Regions from separate parts of the Mus musculus genome. Here region 2 is linked to region 1. A link is a contact called in public HiChIP or PLAC-seq data. All regions are on one chromosome and are shown on one strand. The core of a region is the stretch at or near the end of the contact, and the rest is flanking DNA. Distances in the headings are between cores, read along the strand shown. Region 1 overlaps Tenm2 (teneurin transmembrane protein 2). Region 2 overlaps Tenm2 (teneurin transmembrane protein 2).

Evidence for each region. HiChIP or PLAC-seq counts read pairs in DNA pulled down with a chosen protein or histone mark.
Region 2: an H3K4me3 HiChIP or PLAC-seq map of craniofacial prominence shows a contact between it and region 1, with 4 times the contacts expected there. The contact joins two enhancer-like sites. A contact is called at or near these places in 1 of 484 Hi-C or Micro-C datasets (cerebral cortex), 6 of 115 datasets of contacts at active chromatin or transcription factors (craniofacial prominence, embryonic basal ganglia, embryonic forebrain and 3 more) and 1 of 9 other capture datasets (embryonic stem cells).

Annotation. Positions count from the first base shown.
Region 1 is chr11:36,330,433-36,336,488 of GRCm38.p6, reverse strand. The region is part of intron 3 of Tenm2 (teneurin transmembrane protein 2); the gene reads left to right. Among named protein-coding and RNA genes, the nearest start is that of Gm33585, 24 kb to the left of the region's middle. Within about 2 kb of position 2,273, at least 28 of the 459 cell types and tissues checked have an H3K27ac peak or open chromatin away from gene starts, as enhancers often do. A contact at or near this core is called in craniofacial prominence, where this site is marked.
Region 2 is chr11:36,673,814-36,679,869 of GRCm38.p6, reverse strand. The region is part of intron 2 of Tenm2 (teneurin transmembrane protein 2); the gene reads left to right. Among named protein-coding and RNA genes, the nearest start is that of Gm51889, 21 kb to the left of the region's middle. Within about 2 kb of position 2,354, at least 114 of the 459 cell types and tissues checked have an H3K27ac peak or open chromatin away from gene starts, as enhancers often do. A contact at or near this core is called in craniofacial prominence, where this site is marked.

The DNA of each region.
Region 1 (6,056 bases), core at 1,024-3,523:
AAGCCAAACGCAAAGTGGAGTTGTGCTCAGCCAAGAAGTCTCTAGGTCGAATATTTACTTGCCTTCCCCCTCCCGCCCCTGCTATCCCCTATCTTCTAGAGGTCAGCTGTCTCCATTGCATCATAGTCTCTGCCTTCTAAAGTCCACAGTGTCAGGCTGAGTCTTTTGCATTTTCCCCCTCATTTTCTGTTATTTACCCTCTCTTCCATCTTTAGGAATCCATCTGATTACAGTGGACCCACATAGACATCCAAAGCAATCTCATCTCCAAGTCAACTGATTAGCAAACTTTCTTATACCTTCAGCCTTCATCCTGCCTTACCACTTACATTAATCTTCTAGCTCTCTGGTAGCAAAATATCACAAAGCACATAGCTTGTGAAGATGTATCCAGATGACGGCATCTATAGAATCCTGTTCTCTGAAATCTACAGCTTCCTAACTTCTGGTAGTTGATCAGCAATTCAGCATTTCTGCATTGCTACTGACTTCTCTGATTTCTGTCAAGAGATTCCCCTCCATAGTCACATAATATTCTCCTGTGACGCTCTGTGTCTTTACAAGGCTCTCCTCCTATAAGGACAGCAGTCCTAGTAGATTAGGAGCTCACGAAGCTTAAGCATAACCTCATCATAGTCCTGTATATCTACAATAACACCATTTCCAAATAAGGCCACATTCTAAATAATTGGAAGTTAAGGACTCAAGTTATTTCTGGGGCTAGTAGAGAATACACAACACAATCCATAGTGTTGTGTAAGTTTATATCGTTGAAGGAGCTGGGGGGTCAGGACATGGACATCTTTACTGTAGCATCATTGTGTCTACCTCCTTCCCTTCAAACCACCCTCATTCCTGATTGGGTAAGATAATAACAGCATAAAGAGAGAAAGGGCAGTAGATAGATTTCTATTTGCCTTTATCCCTAAGGTCCCCACATCACACATGAAGCATAACACATCTAGGCATAGTGTTTAGCGGAGTTTTAGTCCATAGCAATGGGAAAGGGAGTTTGAGAGACAGTAGAAAAAGGAAGAAATTGAATCCCTGACAACATATGGTCAAATTTCATCTCAAGTAAGCTTTCATTTAAGGTGTCTGAATCCGTTCTTGGAAGTGTCTTTTCCCCTCCTGTTGAATGTGCTCACTCCATATTGAATTGCTTTTCTCTTCTCCACCCCCACTTCCCACCAGCTCCCTTCAGCTGGCATCGGACTCTGATTCTGCTGGTATTGAAGTGTGACTGGGTCTCACTTTCCCAGCAAAATCCTTTGTTCCCCCGTATCGATCCACTAATTATCTACCTAATCCCCCCTCTGCATCCTTCCCCTTACAAAAGAAACAACAAGAGAAATTAAAGGCACAGACTGAAAGAGCAAAACACCTTCAACCTTCATAGCATCCCTGGGAGAAAGTATAACTGCGTACTAACAAGGAAGATGATCTGGTATCCATTTCTTTTCCCCGTGGGACTATGTACTTGGAATCCATTTCACTAAAATATTGCATTTTTTTTTATCTTGAGGGCACCCATTGTTACAAAATGGACCTTATCATCAACCATTCTTGTCCTGCATGCAAGTCACCTGGAATAGATAAGGAAGATGGGTTCATATTATTACAGATGTGCTCTTGGCTTTTTGTGTCTCCATTTTGCCTGGCTGACCTTAATGAGTTGGCCTCCTGGGTCTCAGTTTTCTTATCTATAAAATGAATATTTTTTAAATGTGGGATTTGCACATTGATGGTTAGAATTTAAGAAGTGGGCCATGTATCTCAAATACTTGCTACACTTTCTGTTACCCAGCATCAGTGTGTCACACAGCATCACTGTCAGCCAGTGGTCCCTATTTTGGTTACTACATAGCTTGCTTTATTGGATCTGCCACAGGAAGCAAGGCATCCTTACTGTCCTTTATGTCTGGTCTTGGAACCAGCTCAGACTCAGCAGAGAGGCATGCTCCTCTGAGAGTTTGTTTTGGACATGATTGTACTACGTTTTTGTTCAGCAAGTCAGAGCCAACGGACTTGGCTGGTGAAAAATTTAAATCAGATCGGTGAGAGTCAGCAATCTTCCTCTCCCCCACTGTTCGGCTCTGCACCTCTGCCACCAGGTCAGGGAAATCGGCAGTCCTGGGGAGCAACTACAAAGCTGTTTCCAGAGCCAATTTCCTGCTGAACTGTGTGTTACACTCTTAGCAACATTCCAAAAATTATACTCACTTCAAAGGCAGCTTTGATCTGGCCCCCTCCCTCCCTTCTCCCCAGCCTTTGCAGAGGAGCGTGTCTCCAGGACTAGAGTTCACCTTGAAAGGCTGAGATGCCTCTGAGCAGAGCTCTGCTCTTCCTGAGAGGGAGGGAGGCACCGAACTGGAGGAGAAAAAAAAGGAAAAAGAAAGGAAAGTCTGTGGGAGGCCTCACTTATTCTCAGTAGCCCACTGCCCTTCACTTGGCAGCTCCACGCCTTCTAGCCTTCTCGGGGTGAGCAAACCCACCAGTCTGGGTTCACCATCCACTGAGCAGCAACAGTAGCTGCAGATTCCAGCATTTTCTATCTTTCCTAGTTGGGTGTTGTCTTTTAATCCGGGAGCGGTAGCGGGTTTCTTGAATAAGGCTATATTTGGAGCTCGATAACTCTCACACTGGATGAGATGGGAAGAGGGGGACAGGGACCCCCTGGTGTTAAGGCTGAGAGAGCCAACTGTACCTGATGATATTCTAGAGGGAGGGGGAGAAGCATGCAGGAGAACTTCTACACTACAGTTTGGAACCTGAGGTGAAGCAAAATCCCTGGCCACCAGACAAGTTACCTAAGAAGTAAAAACATTTGTAAATCCCAAAGGATTACAGCCTAAAGGAAAACTCTAAGATGCCAAAAAAACAAAAACAAAAACAAAACCAGGAAAGGGGTGATTGCATCAATGACAGAAGACTACCACACTCTCTGGGAGTTGTAGACCTACAAGGACAACTTGATTTATGAATTGAAATTGTTAGGTTGTCTCTAGGCAAGGGACTACATAATAAGTTATGAAGTCCTTGCCTCAGACATGAGAGGAACTAGGGAAAAGAACATGAGCTGATACAAGGTGTGGCCATGGAAATCATACCTCACCTGTCTGAATTTTAGGATCCCTTCCCAGAAAATGGGGGCTTTTGCAGTAAGGGTAACCACCAAAAACCCATTGAAAGCATTGAAATGACTCCACTCTGATCCTACAAGTTCAGAGACCATTTGAAGTGATCAGTGGCCAAAGAAGCCATTGCTTCTGAGCACCTAATTCTATTCTGTCTCCCTATGCCTAGCACTTGGTCTTGTGTTTAATGCAACATAACTGGATATGTGTAAGCACTGACTAAACCGCGTTCACTTTAAGAATCAATAGTATTTTAGGTTAGGCATAGTGACACATAGCTATGTGTGACCCCAGCACATAGGAGGCTTAGATGGGGGGATCTTGAGTTTGAGACCAATCTAGGCTACATGAAAAAGGCCTACATGTCAACACACTTAGGACAAATTCTCTAAGGAAACCCTTATAAAGTGAAAAATAGTTTTACAACCACCCCACTGTTATTCTATTAGCATCATTGCTGTTACTAGTTTTATAATTATTATTTCTGATATAGACCCACAATGACAAGCTACATTTACTGACCCACAACATGTAATATAGTTATCTAGCACAAACTTAGTGCTCAGAGAAGGTTAAACACTAGTGGAATGACACATTGCCTGCCTCTCAACACTTTAGTTTCTATATGCATTTTTGGCATCACATCTAGGAGATAAAGATGGGTTTATTTATATTTCTCTGTTTTACGAAAGCCTCACAGTTATGTTAAGGGAATAAAAGCAATTACCACTGGTTCTTAGAAAGAGACCCTGAGATGTGCGCTGAGCAATCAACGGAGCACTTTATGAATGTGGCTGGCTCCCCAGGACCCTCTGCATCATGCTGACCATCCTGGTAATTAATAACCACCCTGACGCTTGACGTCCATCAGGAATGGGATGCTGCCCTAGACTGAGAGGACAGCGGGACGTGTTACCACCTGCACACCTCCCCGTAAGCTCCGCTCACTGCATTAGCAAGTGGCAGCTATTATATTAGACAGAGCCACAGCTGAGCCCGCGGTTTGATTTTTGTCACCATAAAGTCAGGAGTAGAACTGACGGCAGAGTAATTAGGAATGAATTCTCAGATCTTGACTTATCAAGCACACTGCCAGGGAAAGGTGGCAGAAGCCATGTGGCGGTGTTTTGGAAGCTCGGGCGGTGACCTTGCAGGCTGACCTTACTCTTAATCTATCAAAGAGACCAATAAGCATTGAGCTGACAACCAAAGCAGTTTGGGGAATTTTTTTTTTCTTGGTAGCCTTTAGGCACTCAGAAGAGAAAGGAGCAAAAACATGAAGGCAATATGGGGAGCAAAGTTACCACAGGAACAAAATGTTCTTCTGAGCAGCTTGAAATGAGCATAATTTTGGAGAATTTCTGCAGTGGCGGGTTAATTCATAATTGGGTTTGCTGAGCAATCAACAATGTGTTGCTTGTATTTTCATATGCCGGGAACATATGACTCGGCGTGTGCAGGCGCGTGGATTATAATGCTCCAGTACTTTGATACCTCACTAATGTGCAATCTCTATTTCTTGCTTTTGTCTGGGGGCCTCTCATATTACATTTAGATTGTATCCTTTATCATCCTAAATTGACATTTATGCTTTTACTTCTATTGTTTCCCCAGCTTCTCCCTGGTATGGATCAACAATTTGTTTTAATCTGTGTCACTTCTGTTATCTCCCTCGACACAGAGGCACCGTCATTCTGCAGCGCCATCCGCCTACAGAGGTTGTGTTATGGAGAGTGTGGTGGGGTCCCTTACCCTCTCCCACTGTCTAAAGTGCTAGCGAATGTTAATTGCTTTTCCAGTTAGTTTATAAGAATGCAGAAACCGCTGAATGCAGCTTGACTGGTTTTGATGAAAGTAATGGAACACTAGTGCCTATGAATAAATAAATCTGATTTACATAGAGGACTATCGTGGTGCTGGATGGGAAGCTGCTGAATGCAAGCAAATTATAGTTTAAGGACACATTACTCCTTAGCTTTTATTCCAAATAAGGGAGAGGAGCTCAGGTTTCTTTAGTTTCTCAGAGGGAAAGGAAAGGTGACTCGGGGAGGGGACTGCATTCTTCAAAACCTAAAACTTAAGGGACGTGCTTAGTTTGGAAAGAAGCTGTTTGAAACATTTAAATTCTAAGGTAGAAAACAAAGAAAATATTGAAAGGGAAGAGAAACGGATTGGGGGGGGGGAAGAGCATCTAAAACCATGCCGATCAGAGTGTGTGATAGGTCTGACACCCACCTGCCTGCTGAGTTGATTTTGTTTCCTAAATTCCTGCAAGATCATGGTGTTGTAGTTAATATTATCTGGGAATTTCTACTCCACTTCAGATCATTTATTCCCAAGCCTTTATATTTTATAAGCTCTAAAGCATTTGAGCTGGGCAGATATCAACCCCTCTATGCTATTTTGTCTAGTTTTATGTCAATCACCCTGAGATATCACTTGACATGTTCTACCTGGGCCTCTCTTACTCCAACAGCCGGCCTACACCATGGTGACTTTTTTATTCTTCCTTTTCTCTTCCCTCTTGAGACCCCAAGCCTGGAAACTTTCTCTGCCCCATCTCTTCTGCTCAGTCCAGGCTGTAAACATCTTTATTAACCAATTAGGGATAACTTGGGGGAGGCAAAGTTTATGCAAGAGCTGGTATATATAACGATCTCCTTGTTCCTGAGGATCTCGGGGGAGAGGAGCAACCAGATCTTAGGGTACAGAATTTAACATTTGAATACAAGTAGCATCAGACCTACATCATGGTGACTGGTAATGAAATGAATAGAGACAATCTTCTCTTTCAGATGAGGCAAGGTAGCTAAATGGGAGCTTTATGCAGGCCAAGTCCACTGATTGTAGTTTCCTGAGAGCAAAGAAGAAGGGAACAGGGAAGGTCTTTTCTCCTTGAAAAGTGGGTGGGTAAGGGAA
Region 2 (6,056 bases), core at 1,105-3,604, 340 kb before region 1:
ACGCACCCTGGTAGCTGAATCTTTATTTCTATTGTCAGAAAATTGTTCAGTCCACATATTCCCTCACCTAAAGTTAATTTTACCTCTAGACCCTGTATCAATAATGTCACTCTGAGGCTGCTGCTTTCAATGTGCTCTGAAAAAATTCTGTGGAGAGTTTGGAATTCAACCCTTTCAGAAAGCAGGAGCCTTACAGCTTCTCTTCCACTCTGAGTCCTCTGTCCTCTGGCCAGCAGCTTTCTGTTCAGCCACTGTGTGTTCTCCACTCCTTTTACCGCCTTAATAATCAGTAGAGTTACATCTGAGCGTATCCAAGATGGGGGTACTTCTTTATTTGGGTCCAAGCAAAACACATATCCTTCTATTGGCAGAGCATGAAAAGAGTTATGCTCTGGCATAACAAGATTAAGCAAGCCCACTTTGAATACCACATTGTGACTGGGGCAGGCAAAAGTGTCTTATTCTTTTTGCACCAATTCAAATTCTACATCTGGCTCACATAGGAATTCCAAACTACAAGATGCTGAGGGTCCTCGGGCAGACTCTTAGACTATGACGTGGTAGAAATTCAAAGAAGGACTATTGAGTTATCTCGTTATTGTTGTTTAGGTTTTGTTTTGTTTTTCCTGAATTGGTAAGTGTTCTAAGTCTGGTGCATGGATTTGACCTTCTGATCTTACAGAAACATGATTTTGAGGAGATGGTCCATCGAAAGGTTGGGCGTCTCCTCTTCCTGCGAGCTCACGACTGTGTTGGCTCAGGTTACCATGGAAAAACAGGCAGTTATCTCACCAATAACTAACTTCTACCAAATACTTGACCTTGGAATCAGCAATTTACATCCTTATAAAAGAGGTCACTGAGGGAATTTAACTGTGTAATCCTGGCCCCCGTGTGGCTAGAGGACAGTGGAAATAGAACAAAGCTCATGAGGCAGCCCTGGAAGTGATTTGAATGGGCAAATCATTTCTTTGCCACTTTGTTTTTTTTTTTTTTTTTTAAAAAATGGAGCCTCCTTTTAAAATAGTCGAGGAAGGTAGGAAGATGCAGTGTAAGTCCATGGCAAATAGTGCCTCAAAAACTCTGCCCCAGGACTCCAGAAAGCCACCAGTCATCACATTTGGAGGGAAACCAGGGAGAATTTAGGTGTGTGCGTTACAAAAAGCTTCTTCCCTAAGACCTTTCCTTCAAACACTATGTCTCCCTTTTATTGTGCCTTTCTTTCTAAAAAACTAAGGGAGAAAAATCACCTTTTAAACTTGAGCCAAGAAACACTATTTTTGCAAGTGCTAATATTTTAGGGTGGGTTCCTCTTTTTTTTTTTTTTTTTTAAGACAATTATCAAGACGAAGCATTTGTTTCTTCTTTTGTTTACCCGTGGCAGTTTGTCAGCAGTTATGGTAAGTAGACTTCCATCTGCCAGTAAAACTACATTGCAAATTGCCGTAGAAATTAGCAGCTTTCATTTTTGCCTACATAAATAAATATGCGAAATAAATTGCACACAAATGCATCCTTTAAAAAAAAAATCACAGGTACACACCGCACAGTTAAATGCCAATCAGACAAAACCAGAGACACACTGCGATTATCTCAGTTTTCAAACCTGGAAGATACACGGATGTGTTTCTAAATGAGAGAGGCCGCGGATCATGCTCGCTGAGATAAAAACAGAAGCTGCCAGACACCGCACTGTGGCTTTATTCTCAGAGTCCCCTGCCTGAAACCCCGCTCTATCTTTTCTCCGTGTGTGTATGTGCTCTCTCTCTCTCTCTCTCTCTCTCTCTCTCTCTCTCTCTCTCTCTCTCTCTCTCTCTCTCTCTCTCTCTCCTGTCTCTCCCTCTGCTCTCCCTCTCTCTCCCTCCCTCTCCCTCCATCTCTCCCTCTCCTCGCTGTCTTCCCTTGCTCATTGTTCTCTCTCCCCCTGCCTTTGATGCACATACGTTGTCACATTCCATCGACTCCTCTCTTCTCTGTTCTTACACTCAAGCCTGGCGGTGCTTTCGCCAGGCAGCAAGCAGCAGCGTCTCCTGCGAGTTTTAGTCATGTGTGCAGCTCAGCTTGATCGAGCGTTCCTTTTCTGCCTTTTCACTCTTACAAAAGATTAAAAGGTGGCGTCACATTGCTCCCCTGTTCCTTCCTGCAGGAGGGACTTAAAAGGGACAACAAAAACTAATCACTCTCAATAAGTATTTTTCTTGCTGGCAAAAAAATAAATAATAATAAAGAAAGGAAAGGAAAGAAAAAAGAAAAAAATAAATAGAAAGGAAAGAAGGCAGAGAAGGGGAAAGGCGAGGGGGTGGACTTAGCGGTGGTGTAATTTGAGCCCGTGGTGAGGATTGGAGCGAGCTAGCGATGCTGCACACTGCTAACAAGGGAAGGAAGCCTTCAGCTGAGGCAGGTAAGAGCGCCGAGCCGATCGGAGGGTTTGACCGAGTGGCTTAGTTAAATTTCTGTTTTCACCGGTTTTATAATTGAGAAAGGCATCTGCAGCAGAAGCCGATTTTTCAGTCGGCTTCCTTTTGTTTAACATAGAAAGTACCTGTATTAATTTTGATGAATTAGAGCATGCAGCAAATTCAATTGAAAATAGATTTGTATAGTAAATGCATTTATATGGAATGATTTTTTTCCTCCCTTTTATTTAAGGGGAGAGATGAGAAATATGATTTTGATCAGAATAGCACTTTGCATTACGTTAAATTCTAAACAGCTAAGGGAAGGGGGAAACATAATTCAATTGATACTGTTTTTGAACTCCAGGACTTAAGCCCTGGGAAGACAGATGGTATTTGAAATTTTTTCCTCTTTCTGAACTTCTGATGCGTTATAATAATTTCTCACCGGAGGTATCGGCAAAGGGCAGAGTTTATTTAAGTCTGGCTGCTTGGGTGTGTTTGGCTTGGCTCTTGTGGGTGAGGCGCATCTCGAATCTCCTGAACCTGAGGCAGGTTGACGGTTTCTAAATGGAGACTAAGTGTTGTCCCAAATGAAATATGAACTTAAAACATCAGGTGAGGGCACGCCTTAGAGAGGCATCCAGTAAATAATTAGGAGAACCGAGTTATGACAGTTTGGAGGGGGAGTTAACTCTGGAAGTGCTGTTGGATAAAGCTTTCTGGATTCGAGACCCCCTTAATGGCAGAGGGGGCTAATTAGAGACTCAAGTGGGAACTTTGATTTAAGCCCCCAAATCTAGGATACCTGTAGTGCTCTTCTAGAGGTAGCTTTAGGTGGACATTCCTTTTGTGCGCTATGAATGGGAACTCTGGATTGTATCTGGTGGCATTTCTCCTTTGACAAGCTCGGGGATGACGCTTTAAAGGGCTCGTATCTATTTTCACGGTGAACAAACAGAGACTATGCTCTATCCTTGAATCATCTCTCAGCACAGGGTGTTTGTGGCCGCAGATGTTGTTTTTAAAGTTTGGGCTATTTGCTGTTAATCTCACTTTTGGTGGATTTTGTTTTCATTGCCTCTGCTGTTAAAAAAAAAAAAAAAATGAAATTGTGACCGGCATGAATGAACTGATATTTGAGAATGGAGAAATATAATACAAATAAGCCAACTTTTGAAATTAAGCGTGACCAGAAATCTGAGTCCTATCCAGGTTTTTGACAAGCGTTACCCGACGTATTTAAGTTGGTTTTTAAATTACCTTGGTGGGCATAGGGGAAGTTCCTTACAAGTGTGCTGTTTGATTAAAGAGAATGCTTCCTGGGAAGGGAATATGGAAAGGTGATGGCCGTGCCTCTAGGCTTGGCCCTAGGAAAAACTGCCCTTCTATGGCTCTGTGGAGTTCAGTGAGCACAGAAAGATAGTATTTCACACATTTGTGTCGTGATAGAATGTTTTCTTGCTTAGTTTCCAAACTGGACTGGCTGTTTAACACCTCTATCTGGAGTATCTTGTGTTGCCAGACCCACCTAATGGCATCTTGTACATGCAGCTCATGGATTCAGCCTTGAGAGGGCATGGGGACAGGCTCGGTACTGGGCAAGGAGGAACAAGTGGAAAGTGGCTCTGGTCAGACAACGTCTGGACAACATCCAGAGTTTATCCCGGGTAGGAGTTTCCTGGGAAGGTCCCGGTACAGGTGCAGGCAAACGGAATTATTTTCTGTGGATTGAAGAGAGAGAGAGAGAGATGGGATCCAGGAAAAGCCATACAGCCATGGGATGCTGGGTAGATGTGTTGGTAGACACTGGCAAATTTAAAAAATAGCCTCACAGGTAGTTTTCCTCCTCTTCAACTTAAGAAACTTGACAGAATCATAAAGTGGCTTTCTTCAGAATTCTTTCTCTGTGCTGCCTTCTTGAATGAACTCTTTTCTGATTCTTGGTACACCTAAACATTGACGGCTTTTTTTTTTTCTTTCTTTTTCTTCTTCTCCCTCCACCGCTCCCCCCGGCAATTTTTTTCTAATGATAAGGATTATGCTTTAAAAGAGTGGTACGGGTTCAGAAAATATGCCCAGGTACCGTAACTTTATCACATATATTTTCTTCCTCTGTATATGAAAATGACTTCCTCAAGGTGAGGCAGTCATAAGTTTTAAATTATACCTTGTCCACTTACCACCACATGAGCCTCTGTCTCTCTCCTAGAAGGACACAGGACTAAAGTGCATGCAGAGAGTTGCCCTGTAACCCGGTGGCATCTCGGCTGGCTGGTGGCACTCTTTAGGGTAGATGGCAATCAGTGGTATCCCTACTCAAACTATCTGATTCATATAAATAGCATTTTTCTGACTTTTCCAGTAGATGTTGCTGGAGAGCAAAGAAAAGATTATTTCCACCCCCCACAGGAAAGAGAAGAAAAACTAGACTTACAAGAGGCAAAGAATCAGAGCCCTCTCTCCAAACTAATTTGCTAATTAATGAATTACATTGTATCATTACCTTTTATGTCTTTCTATAGAAAGCTATTCAAACTTGATTTAGATTTGTAAATGACAATTTGTCCTCCTTGGGCCCTATATATGATGTCTGTTTGCTGTTTTCCATTTTTGTTTTTGTTTTGTTTTGTTTTGTTTTAAATCAAGTTAGCTGCACATTGCTATTCAGAACATCCCATCCCTGAATGCAAAAACCCTTTAACATGCAAATATGATGTCAGAGGAAGAGCTGAAATAGAGTACCCGGAGAAGAGTAATGATCAAACGCATTATAAAAATATGCACCAGTTGCCAACAAGTAATGAAATATTAAGAAATTAAAAGCATGCAACCTCTAAAGTAATAGAATTTCATTGCTCTGAGACTGTTTTCCCACTGAATATTAAGTTCTTAATAGATGTACCAGTTAAAAAAACAAAACAAAAAACAAAAATCGAAAACCTACATGGTTTGTCAGTGAAGTTCTTTCATTATATGATGTTGAAAAATTAGCCCAATAGGATTTTCCTCAGAATGGGAAATGTAATTAACATTGGATATTAAGTGCCAGACTGACAAAGCAAAAGCCACACGGCTTGATGGGGGAAATAGAAACGCAAAAGCAAACAGGAGCAAGCGCTTAGAAGCTGAGGGGATCCACGCTGGAACTACTCTGCTGATAATCATTCTGATAAAATGACAAAGACATCCCAGGGGAACCCAGGATTCTAGTACCCAGACAGGAACTGATGCAATTTCAAGCAACCAATGACCTCTGTCTATGGGAATATTTGTTTTTAGATATGATCAATTAACCAATTTCAGTGGAGAAGGGGCATGTATTTTTTTTCCCCTCACAGAAGGGGATTGTTGGGCATCACAAAACCACTTTCGCACAGAAACAGAGTCCGACCTACGTCGGATAGCTTTTGGATCCTGTTACCTTAGGCAGACATGGCTCTGTGCTGGTGGATTTTCCTGATGCATTGAAGTATTTCTTCTGCACTTTTCACTCCTGAGGTGTGAAATGCTCCAGAGGCTGTTTTAATATAACAACCCCCATTTCTTCCTTCCTTCCTTTCTTTCTTTCTTTCTTTCTTTCTTTCTTTCTTTCTTTCTTTCTTTCTTTCTTTCTTTCTTTTCTGGGAAGGAAAGAGTTTATATTTAAAAGGCCTGAGT